Linked DNA regions of Mus musculus: all the other regions are linked to region 1. Evidence: chromatin contacts called from public HiChIP or PLAC-seq data. All regions are on one chromosome and are shown on one strand. Each heading gives the region's core, a stretch centred on a gene start, on an enhancer-like site or on the middle of the called end of the contact. The rest is flanking DNA. Distances are from core to core; before and after follow the strand shown.

Region 1 (3,635 bases), core at 1,061-3,560:
CAGTAAAGTTTTTTGCAAAGACACTGCCTGGCCCGGGCATGATAATGAGGTTCTGTAAGGTACTGAGAGTATAACCAATTAGATGTGAGACATGCAAATGAGGTATGATAATGAGGTTCTGTAAGGTACTGAGAGAGAGGAGCCAATCAGATGAGGAACATGCAAATGAGGCTTAGTGCATAACCAATCCGGGTGTGAGACACGCCTCTCCTAGGCCTATAAAAGCAGCACCAGTTCTGGGCTCGGGGTCTTTTCGCCTCTACAATCAATCTCTCCCAATAAACGTGTGCAGAAGGATCCTGTTGTAACATCATTCTTCCTGGCCAGTCGAGCACGCGCAAGAAAGACCCAGAAATGAACCCACACACCTATGGTCACTTGATCTTTGACAAAGGAGCTAAAACCATTCAGTGGGAAAAAGACAGCATTTTCAACAAATGCTGCTGGTTCAATTAGTGGTTGACATGTAGAAGAATGCAAATTGATCTATTCTTACCTCCCTGTACAAAGCTCAAGTCCAAGTGGATCAAGGACCTTCATATAAAACCAGATAAACTTAATCTAGTAGAAGAGAAAGTGGGAAAGAGCCTCGAACACATGGGCACAGGGGAAATTTTCCTGAACAGAACACCAATGACTCAAGCTCTAAGATCAACAATTAACAAAAGTGACCTCATAAAACCGAAAAGCTTCTGAAGGCAAAGGACACTGCCATCAGGACACAACGGCAACCTACATATCAGGAAAAGATCTTTATCAATCCTATATCTGATAGAAGGCTAATATCTAATATATACAAGGAACTCAAGAAGTTAGACTCCAGAGAACCAAATAACCCTATTAGAAATGGGGTACAGAGCTAAAGAAAGAATTCTCAATTGAGGAATCCTGAATGCCCAGGAAGCGCCTAAAGAAATGTTCAACATCCTTAGTCATAGGGAAATCAAATCAAAATGACCCTGAGATTCCACCTCACACCAGTCAGAATGGCTAAGATCAAAAACTCAGGTGACAGCAGATGTGGAGAAAGAGGAACACACATTTTCATTGTTTGTGAGACTGCAAGTTGGTACAACCACTCTGGAAATCAGTCTAGAGGTTTGTAAGAAAATTGGACATAGTACTATTTGAGGACCCAGTTATACTACTCCTGGGCATATACACAAAAGATGCTCCAACATATAACAAGGACACATGCTCCACTCTGTTCATTGCAGCCTTATTTATAATAGCCAGAAGCTGGAAAGAACTCAGATGTCCTTCAACAGAGAAACTGATACAGAAAATGAGGTACATTTACACAATGGGGTACTACTCAGCTATTAAAACAATGACTTCATGAAATTCTTAGGCAAGTGAATGAACTAGAAAATATCCTGAGTGAGATAAGTCAGTCACTAAGGTGGATGGCAAGAAGTGTGCAGACTGTAGCCTGATATAGCTGTTTCTAGAGAGGCGCTTCCAGAGCCTAACAAATACAGAGGCAGCTGCTAGCAGCCAACCATTGAACTGAGCACAAGATCCCTAACGGAGGAGTTAGAGAAAAAAAGACTGATGGAGCTGAAGGGGTTTGCAACGCACAGGAAGAACAATATCAACCAACCAGACCCTGCAGAGCTCCCAGGAACTAAACCATCAACCAAAGAGTACACATGAAGGGACTCATGGTTCCAGCCCCATATGTAGCAAAGGATGGCCTTGTTGAACATCAATGGGAGGTGAGGTCCTTGGCCCTGTGAAGGCTCGATGCCCCAGTGTAGGCGACTGCCAGGGCGGCGAGGTGGGAGTGGACGGGTGGGTGGGGAGCACCCTCAAAGAAGCAGGGGAAGGAAGGATGAAATAGAGGGATTCCGGAGGGGAAACCGGGAAAGGGGATAACATTTTAAATGTAAATAAAATATCCCCCTCAAAAAAAGGGAAAAAAATCTGAATACTCCTCTCTGCCCTCCCACCACCCTCCACCGCTGTCCACCAGAAACGTCAAAAGGAAGAGATGGCAGCATCACTTGAGACCCACGCCCAGATGTTAACGGGGGAGGGGTGGGGAGGATCCAGAAGGCGCTTGGCGCAGGCGCACTAGCCTTCCGCTGGGTCAGCCCACAATGGGGCCCAGCCGACCGGAGAAGTCTCGGAGCAGAAAGCACACACTCAGGCAACCCAGCCCCATTGGGCAGCTCGCCACCTCAGCTCCACGACCTTACGAAGCTCACCTTCCCTCTGCCGGTCTGTCAGCACCCAGAGACCCTCACGCAATCAGCGACGAAGCTTTCGGCTCTAGGCGGAAGTATCTGGAGACCGGAAGTCCCACCTCCGCAGAGGAAGTGATGAAAACCACTTTAGCCCTTCCAAACGCGAACCCTATTGTCGCGAAGTGCTGGTAAGGTAGACACCGGAACTGCAACCCCGAAGGACTGTGGGACCAGTCGATTTTGCGTACTGTAGTTGATTCAAGACGCGAACTAAAAGTTCATAGCTGGGCGTGATGGCTCATGGCAATTACAATCAGCACTGGGAAGGTCGAGGCAAGAGAGATGGGAGGAGCGGAGGGGGGTTCATATCTAAAAAACAAAAATGTTTCATGCTTATGGGCACTAAATCACCGTAGGGAGTTCATAGTTACATAGAAAGGTGTAGTGTTGATCCCTCCAGAACTGGAAAGAAAAAGTTAACCAGCTAAGGCATGAGGGAGAACAAGAGTAAACGCAATGTTTTAAGTAAGTCACCACTTTAAACAAGACGTTCCTATGAATCGAGTGTTTTGGTTTATTTTTAGATGTTAAAAAGCCAGTAACTATTTCATTGAAAACAAATTTAAGATGCTATGTATATAAGCATATCGCAATGTGACCCCTCATATTGCTATACCTGAAGCTGGCAAAAACTTACTTGGAAGAGCTCCGGCTTTGCTGGATCCAAGTCAGTTTGACCAGACAGCACCACGAAAACAGTAATAAAAGAGTGCTGTAATTCAATCCAAGAGGAATTGCACAACTCTGCTGGGAGACATAATTAATTATAAATCTGTTTTATTGCACAGCAGTGAACGAGAACCCTGTAGTGAATCTGTTGTCAGTGGTTAATGAAAGATGAAATAAGCTGCCAGAACCTTTCCTGTTTGAAACCGTCTCAGTAGTCATAGAACATGACTCACTCTTGCCTGGAGGGGCTAAGCTACTATTGTCATTTGGCAAGTCTCCAATAGAAACACAGACCTTCAGATGGGAGCGTTTTTCAAGGACAACATTTCATGAAGGTGCTGCTGCTGATTGTTTTGAGACAAAGTCTCACGTATCCTAGGCTGGCCTCAAAACTTGCCAAAGTCAAGCTGGGCGTGGTGACGCCCACCTTTAATCCCAGCACTCGGGAGGGAGAGGCAGGCGGATTTCTGTCACCTAACTACCAAAGTCAAGATTGGTCTTAATTCCTTAATATCCTGCCTCCATCTACCAAGTGCTAAAATCACAGGCTTGGCCCACCATGCCAATATCTCCACATTTATTGTAACTTCATGCTTTTCAAGGAAGTGTTGATACAAAACACATGCTAGAAAAGAGATAGGCTATTCTGAACCAAATTTAAGTGATCTTGGCCCAGAAACGTTTACTGAGTTTACCCTGAATGACTTACTGTAGAAG
Region 2 (3,717 bases), core at 274-2,773, 76 kb after region 1:
GCAGAACAAAAAGAGAAGGTAAAGAGGTTTTTATTTTCCTTCTTGATTATATAGATACACATATCTGCATAATTGTCACTCCTCCTAGTCAGAGGAGTCTTGGTTAACCTACTGACACAGTTCTTTGTGTGTGTCTGCTTTGAATCAGAGTACATTAGACTCAGAGTAGCTGTGCAGACTTGGTTGATTGCTGCACTAATGGATCACGGTACACTTCATTAGGCATCAGTATCATGGAATCCTAGCAACTCTTACTACTAGAAGGCAGCATGATTATGTCATGGTTGAGTTGAGCAAGGGAAATAATTTTAAAGGAGTTACTTCATACACAGAGCTGGGGACGGGGGAGAGAAAGCTAATCTATTCTTTACATAGGAATTGTTTTTTAATGGTCTAACTCCCCCTTTCAGGACGTAAATTGTTTAGTCTGTATTTTGCGCTGTACATGGGCATGTTCTAAATACTGCAGATATGGTATGTACTTTTCATCCCTGTGAGGTCATGACTATGTACTGAGCTGTAGAGTTTTCACCTAGCATCTTTTAACTCTTAAGTGGTAGATTTGAGCCTACATGTCTCATTCAGTAATCTTCCTTTTTGGGGTTGGAGGATGCTAGGGATATTAAGCACCTAGCACTGTTATCACTGTTGGTGATGTAGCACCTATCACTGAGTTACATCGCTGCAGAAGTTGGTGCTGTGTCTTAGAGTTTCATTTCTATTAAGAGACATCATGACCACAGCAACGCTTATAAAGGAAAACATTTAATTGAGGCTGGCTTACAGTTTGAGAGGTTTAATCCATTATCATCATGGAGGGAAGCATGGAAGTATACAGGCAGACTTAGTGCTGAAGGAGACCCTGAAGAGTTCTACGTATTTATCCAAAGACAGCAGTGACCAAGCCAGCTCAGTCAGTCAACAGGTTCTCCAGTGCAGGAGTGAGGATTAAAAAGAAAAAAAGACAGACAACATTGTAGCATGACCCCAGCCAGTTCTGAGGCTTATTTATTCTGAGGTGTTTCTTTTTTCTCGATCTGCTTTTATACCAATTTAATTGTATGCAAGTAATAAGGTCAGTTCTAGGTTGAGGAACAAGCAAGACAATACACAAATAGTCTAGGAATAAGCAAAGCAATAAACAAAGTCCTGGGGTCACTGTTTCTAAGGGCTTAGCATGATGACCAAGCTGTCTGAGCCTATTTCCCTGTTGTAACCCAAAGTCAGATTCTTGCCTGAAGCCTACGCCTTTGTTCCATTCTAAAATTAGATTCCTGCCTGAACTTACTTCCTTGTCATGGCCCAGTGTCAGATTTCTGACCGAAGCCCGTTTCCTTGTCTTTGGCCAATGTCAGATTCCTGCCAAGTGACCCCCAAAGCTCTCCACACAGCAGAAGGGAACTGTCTTCTGCAGAGCAGCCAGGCAGAGACTGGATTTTGGGTGGAGCTTGAGCATAGGAGACCTCAAAGCCCACCCTCACAGTGACACATTCTTACCAACAAGTCCATACCTACTCCAACATGATCACACCTAATAGATCACACCTGTGAGCCAAGCATTTAAACACATGAGTCATTTGGGGTGGGGGTAGGGCTGTGCCAAACCTATATTCTTAATATTTTATATTGTCTTTCATTGATATAAAAATGTGGGGGATATAGGTGTCTTGTGTATGTTTTTGTATACATTTACCCATGTGGCCATGTATAGAGGCCAGATTAGGTGTTGGGTGTATTCCCTTTATGGATTCCACCTTAATAAATATTTTTTAGTTAGAAAGTGACTTTGTAGGCCTGGTGGTGGCGGCACATGCCTTTAGTCCTAGCCCTTGAGAGACAGAGGCAGGCAGCTCTCTGAGTTCCAGGCCAGCCTGGTCTACAGAGGGGTTTCCAGGACAACCAAGGCTACACAGAACGAATAACAAATAAAACAAAACCCAAAATCTTTATGTGTATGTCTGATTCAGTGGGATGTGCATGTTACACCAAGTATGTGGAGTTCAGAGGACAAGTTCATGGAGTCAGTTCTCTCCTCCACCTTTATGTGACTGCTAAGAATTGAACCCAGGTGGTCAGGCTTGCCAGGGAAAGTGCTTTCACCCACTGAGCCATTTTTCCATCCCTTCCATCTCAATGTTTGAGAAATGGTTTTTCTTTGAACTGGGGTACTGGGCACTTTGACTATACTGGCTGAACAGTGAGCAACTGGGATCTGCCTGTCTCTGTATACTCTCCAATGTAGACCAGGCTAGCCTCGAACTCAAAGTGATCCCTTGCTTTTGCTTCCTGAGTGCTGGGATTAAAGTCATGGATAACACACCCTTTTTAAAGCTTTATTTTAAAAAATCACACCCCCCCACCTCTCTTTCTCTCTTTGTGTGTTCGTGTGTGTGTGTGTGTGTGTGTGTGTGTGTCTGTACTTGTACCTGTCTGTCTGTATGCCCACATACCACTGTGTCCCTGTGGGGGTCAGAGAACAGTTTGTGGGAGGTTTTTTGGTTTTTTCTTTTACACTATGTAGGATTGAATTTAGGTTGTGAGGCTTGGTGTAAGCATCTTTACCCACTGAGTCATCTTACCTGCCCCCAAAGGTTACTTCTTACATATTTATTTACTTCACTGTGTAGGGACAGATATAAAGCCCTGATGTGCATGTGTGTGGCAGGTGGGTTGGTTGGTTGACACCTGGTGTCTCTAATATTCTCTAAATTTTTAAGATTGTTTTTCCAGAAGAACATCCATTTTGGTAGGCTAGCTGGTCAATAACTTCAGGAGTATCTCTATCCTCTTCTTTAAGGTTTGGATTGCAGGTGCACACCTCCATGCCAGACTTTTCATGTGGGTTCTGGAGATCTGTGCTTATGTTAGTGCTTGTGTGGCAGTCACTTCACTGATTAAGTCATCTCCCCACTTCCAGTTGGGTAGCTTTTAATTGACTTATTCTATAGGAAGTTGGGCTTCTTCATTAGTTTTAATTTAGTTACATGTTATTTCTCTCCGACATGAAATGGTACTGGCTAGTAAGGTACAAAGGATGCATTGCTAATGGAAGTTGTAAGTTGTGGAAAGTAGACTGTCCCTTACTCTGTTTAACCATAAAATGAATTGAAATTTTCTTAAATTTTTTTCCCAATTTAAAAATAATTGATTAAGATTGTGTTTAAGATACATGATGATTTCCTTTGTGTGTTCTGTAATGATTATTACAAAGGATTGACATACATATGCTACCTCTTTCCTTATTCATGGTAACATAAAGCCACTAATTTCTTTCTTGTATGGAATTTAGCCAAGAAAAATGGTATCTTAAGAGTGCTAAGATGGGTGAGTTGAAGGTACACATTTGTGAACCTTAAAAGAGCAGCACAAAGGAGTTATAAAGAGATGGGTAAAAATAATGGCTGTTCTTCTAGAGGACCAGGGTTTGATTCCCAGCACCTACATGGTGGCTCACAACTGTCTGAAACTCCAGGCTCAGGATCTGATGTCTTCATTTGGTCTCCATGACCACTGAACGAATGTGTTGCAAAGATATACACAGAGTGAATACACTTAAATAATAAAAAATATGTAGAAAGCAGTATTACTAAGTTGTAGCTAATACTAAAACATTAATAACAGTGAAGAAGTGGTTTTTTCACTGTGGCTACATTCTTATTACAGCATAAATATACAGCTTGACTACTAGACACTTACATTGTTAAGGATACTTGCTGC
Region 3 (3,731 bases), core at 226-2,725, 98 kb after region 1:
ATGAAAAAAACTAACTTCAAAATATAAGCATATTACATTGGTTTGGTTTAAAATGAAGAAAGCACTTGCAAAGTAATAACTTGTTGGGTTTGTGTTCTCACCCACAGACACTAGACCAGCTCCCACTCACCAATCCTGAGCATTTTGGCACTCCAGTCATAGGAAAGAAAACAAATAGAGGAAGAAGATCTAACCATATGTAAGTCAATTTTCATAACTGTTAGTGAACCTGAAATCATTTCTCTTTCCAGTACTGTTTTAATAGATCCTTAAATTGTAAACTGAAAAGTGTTACTGAGGTCTCCTGCTGATGTCAGTTCTGATAGCGATGCAGACTCCTCAGCATGGGGCTGCGCTCCATGCCCGCCAGGCCCGCCTCACAGCTGTGGCTTCCTCCAGGGCTCCTTCATAGATCTTGATGCTGCTTTTGGAGCAGAACTAGTCAGTTACCCATCACTGTTCTGAGTCATGAGTTTGTTCATGGTGTTTTCTTTGTTCCTAGTTCCTTTCTCCTGCCATTATCTTGCTCACTCGTAGTTCTCACCTTTATGGGAACTATTTTGTTGTTCTCTGTTGTTTCCTTTGAAACCAGACTTTTTTTTTTTAATGAATCTCCTAAATTCTTTGCATTTATCAAATGTCATAGGTAAAATTTCATCTTTTACTCTTATTATAATGGTGGTTTTTTTCTTAGTACCTATGAGACAAATACCTGAAAGGGTTAAAAACAACTTTTTTGAAGCAATAAGAAGTTGGAGTGGATTAGACAACAGAGTATATTTTTAAATTTATTCTCTTAAGTGTTCTTTTAAAAATGATTTGAATTAAAAATTAATATATCAGAAATAAAAATATATAATCACTAAAGAAAATATTGTTAAACAGGTAAAAATAAATATTTAGTTGGATTAATTAAAAACTTGAAAAAAGTGAATGCTTTCAGTATAAACAGTCAGATATTAAATCTGATTTTTCTGAACCCTCAAAATGTGAGGTGGCTAAATCCACTTATACTATTTAATGGGCTCATTCATCTTTATTATGATTTTTTTATCTGAAATAATAATTTCCTTATTAAAATCAGGGTTCTAGAGAGATGGATTGGCAGTTAAGAATGGTTGCTTCCCTTTCAAAAGGACCAGAATTTAGTCCTAAGCACCCACATTGGGCGATTATTGTAACTCCAGCTCCAGCGGATCTGATGGCTTCTTTTGGCTTGCATGGGCATCGGCTATCACTCCTCTACACATGCAGATAGTTAGCACATACATACATACATACATACATACATACATACATACATACATACATACATAGGTGAGTAAGTAAATAAAATAAATTTTAAGATTAAGGAAATCATTCTGAGACCGGGAGGAGGAGGGTGTGCTTTCCACAGGCTTTTCCTGTTTAACTGGTTTGATTTTCCTTAGCTACAGTGCTTAAGTTACTTTCTAAATTAGTTTTAATGACAAACTTTCATTTGAGGAAGGAAATGAGAAGACTGATTACCTCACTGAAAAGATATTCATTGCTAGCCACTTTCCTATCTTACTGTAATTTGAGTTACGCATTTCTCACTGAATCTTCTAGAAACACGTTTTCTTTAGTTGCCAATTAATATCTCTGCCTTGTTATTTTGATGGTGACTTGATTATTTTAAGGATACTTGCATTGTAACTTTTAAAAAATTCTTCTATGTATAACATTTTAAAATTAAATGTATTTCAGCCACAGAAAAAAATAAACTGTAAATAAATGGTGGGCTCAATATGGTGGTACATGCCTTTAATGCTAGAGGCATGCAGATCTGTGAATTCTAGACCAGCCAGGGCTATATACTAAGGCTGTCTCAGAAAATGTATGGTGGTATTAATAAGAAAACCTTCATTGTAATATTAGGTGTAACTTTGATCTGATTATTTTAAGTTTTGACAGGTCTGTTATATTGCTACAAAGTATTCATTTAAGCAGATGAATTGTAGGATGTTTTGATAGCTTTGAAAATTAATGAGTTAATATTTTATCATTAGTTTTTCTATAGTTCTGAGAGTTTATTTAAGTTGTAATAACTCTAATTGGTGCTAACAGATCAGTGAGTATGAAATGTCAGGTAATCTCATTAGCAGTGATTCCAGTTATCTAGTGTAGTGTGAGCATGGAGCTTGATGGCCTGGTTTTCATCACTTTACCACTAGCTGTATGACTTTGGCAACCTACTCTTTTCATATTTATCTATAAAATTAAGATCATAATATAAACTCTCTTAGAGATTTGAAAACTGAATTTATTTGTATTATAAGTTATGCATATTTATATACACATATAATGCTTATATAGCAAATGCAGGCTAAGTTGTCTTCAAGTCCAAGAGCAGAGGTGTTGTGTATTTGGGTGTTCAGGCTTGATGGTATTTGTATAGATTTTGCTGGTGGAACATTCCTTCTGCAAAGTGTAGAATGCACATACTAAATAGAATCATGTATTACATGAAAACATTGGGATCAAATGTCAGCATACACAGAGATCTCTTGTGTTTTTACCTCTTCATTTAAACATCCAGCTTAAATACTCCCCAGCACAAGGACTGCACTTAGCTGCTTTGTTTACAATTACAATTTAAAAATCACATTCTTAGGGTTGCAGAGCAATGGTTGCTCTCCCAGAGGACGGAGGTTCAAGTCCTATCACTACATGGGAGCTCAGAATTGTCTGTAACTCCAGGATTGACACTTTGACATAGATATACACACAGGCAAAACACCAAAATAAATACATAAATAAATTCAAAATAAGTTTAATATTCTGAAGATTTGATCTATTAAAATGACTAAAAGTTATGATATATTAGAAAGTCTCTAATGTTAAAGAAAAATAGTTCTACATTGAACATGATAATGAAGTGTATGTGGGCACTGCTTCTTAATGATTTGCAATGCTCAATTTCTGTTAAGAATCTCAGCATGCCATGAGAAATGGGCTTTGGATTCCATTGAACATATATATTGTTTGGTGGCTGGAGAGCTAGTTTTGTAGAGGAAGCCTACTTTTGTTTGTTAGCTGGTTTTGCTCACCGCTCACTACAGTGATTGCTTGGTCTCGTTACTGAGGGTTCCGAAGTGTCCTTGCTTGGCATTTTGAGCTTTGAGAGCTCGAAATACCCATCTCGATACCTACATTTCTGAAGGGTTCACTATTCTATTCTTTACTTATTCTCTACAATAGAGTCTTGGGCCTAGACCTTGAGGGCATTCTGTGACCATCATTTTCTTTTGAAATTACCTATTGACAAAGTTTGGAGCTGTGACAAAAGGATGGACCATCTAGAGACTGCCATATCTAGGGATCCACCCCATAATCAGCTTCCAAACGCTGACACCATTGCACACACTAGCAAGATTTTGCTGAAAGGACCCAGATATAGCTGTCTCTTGTGAGACTAGGCTGGGGCCTAGCAAACAGAAGTTGATGGTCACAGTCAGCTATTGGATGGATCACAGGGCCCCCAATGGAGGAGCTAGAGAAAGTACCCAAGGAGCTAAAGGGATCTGCAAACCTATAGGTGGATCAACAATATGAACTAACCAGTACCCCGGAGCTCTTGACTCTAGCTGCATATGTATCAAAAGATGGCCTAGTCGGCCATCACTGCAAAGAGAGGCCCATTGGACACACAAACTTTATATGCCCCAGTACAGGGGAACGCCAGGGCCAAAAAGGGGGAGTGGGTGGGT

What was found. HiChIP or PLAC-seq counts read pairs in DNA pulled down with a chosen protein or histone mark.
Region 2: a contact with region 1 is called in an H3K27ac HiChIP or PLAC-seq map of trophoblast stem cells, with 12 read pairs. The contact joins the enhancer-like site here to the promoter of Tbce in region 1. A contact is called at or near these places in 4 of 39 promoter capture datasets (the C10 cell line, the HPC-7 cell line, liver and 1 more), 3 of 484 Hi-C or Micro-C datasets (CD8 T cells, nephron progenitors and uterus), 4 of 115 datasets of contacts at active chromatin or transcription factors (the SCID.adh cell line, bone marrow-derived macrophages, embryonic stem cells and 1 more) and 3 of 9 other capture datasets (adipose tissue, liver and pancreatic islet).
Region 3: a contact with region 1 is called in an H3K4me3 HiChIP or PLAC-seq map of bone marrow-derived macrophages, with 3 times the contacts expected there. The contact joins the enhancer-like site here to the promoter of Tbce in region 1. A contact is called at or near these places in 5 of 39 promoter capture datasets (the C10 cell line, the HPC-7 cell line, liver and 2 more), 1 of 15 datasets of contacts at CTCF or cohesin (large pre-B cells), 1 of 484 Hi-C or Micro-C datasets (CD8 T cells), 4 of 115 datasets of contacts at active chromatin or transcription factors (the SCID.adh cell line, bone marrow-derived macrophages, embryonic stem cells and 1 more) and 3 of 9 other capture datasets (adipose tissue, liver and pancreatic islet).

Annotation. Positions count from the first base shown.
Region 1 is chr13:14,037,328-14,040,962 of GRCm38.p6, forward strand. Tbce (tubulin-specific chaperone E) reads right to left here and starts at 2,311. Exons shown (of 17, transcript NM_178337.3): 1 at 2,211-2,311.
Region 2 is chr13:14,114,123-14,117,839 of GRCm38.p6, forward strand. The region is part of intron 2 of Arid4b (AT rich interactive domain 4B (RBP1-like)); the gene reads left to right. Among named protein-coding and RNA genes, the nearest start is that of Gm26129, 29 kb to the left of the region's middle. Within about 2 kb of position 1,524, at least 30 of the 459 cell types and tissues checked have an H3K27ac peak or open chromatin away from gene starts, as enhancers often do. A contact at or near this core is called in trophoblast stem cells and uterus, where this site is marked.
Region 3 is chr13:14,136,061-14,139,791 of GRCm38.p6, forward strand. It overlaps Arid4b (AT rich interactive domain 4B (RBP1-like)), which reads left to right. Exons shown (of 24, transcript NM_194262.2): 7 at 108-199. Among named protein-coding and RNA genes, the nearest start is that of Gm26129, 50 kb to the left of the region's middle. Within about 2 kb of position 1,476, at least 2 of the 459 cell types and tissues checked have an H3K27ac peak or open chromatin away from gene starts, as enhancers often do. A contact at or near this core is called in bone marrow-derived macrophages, where this site is marked.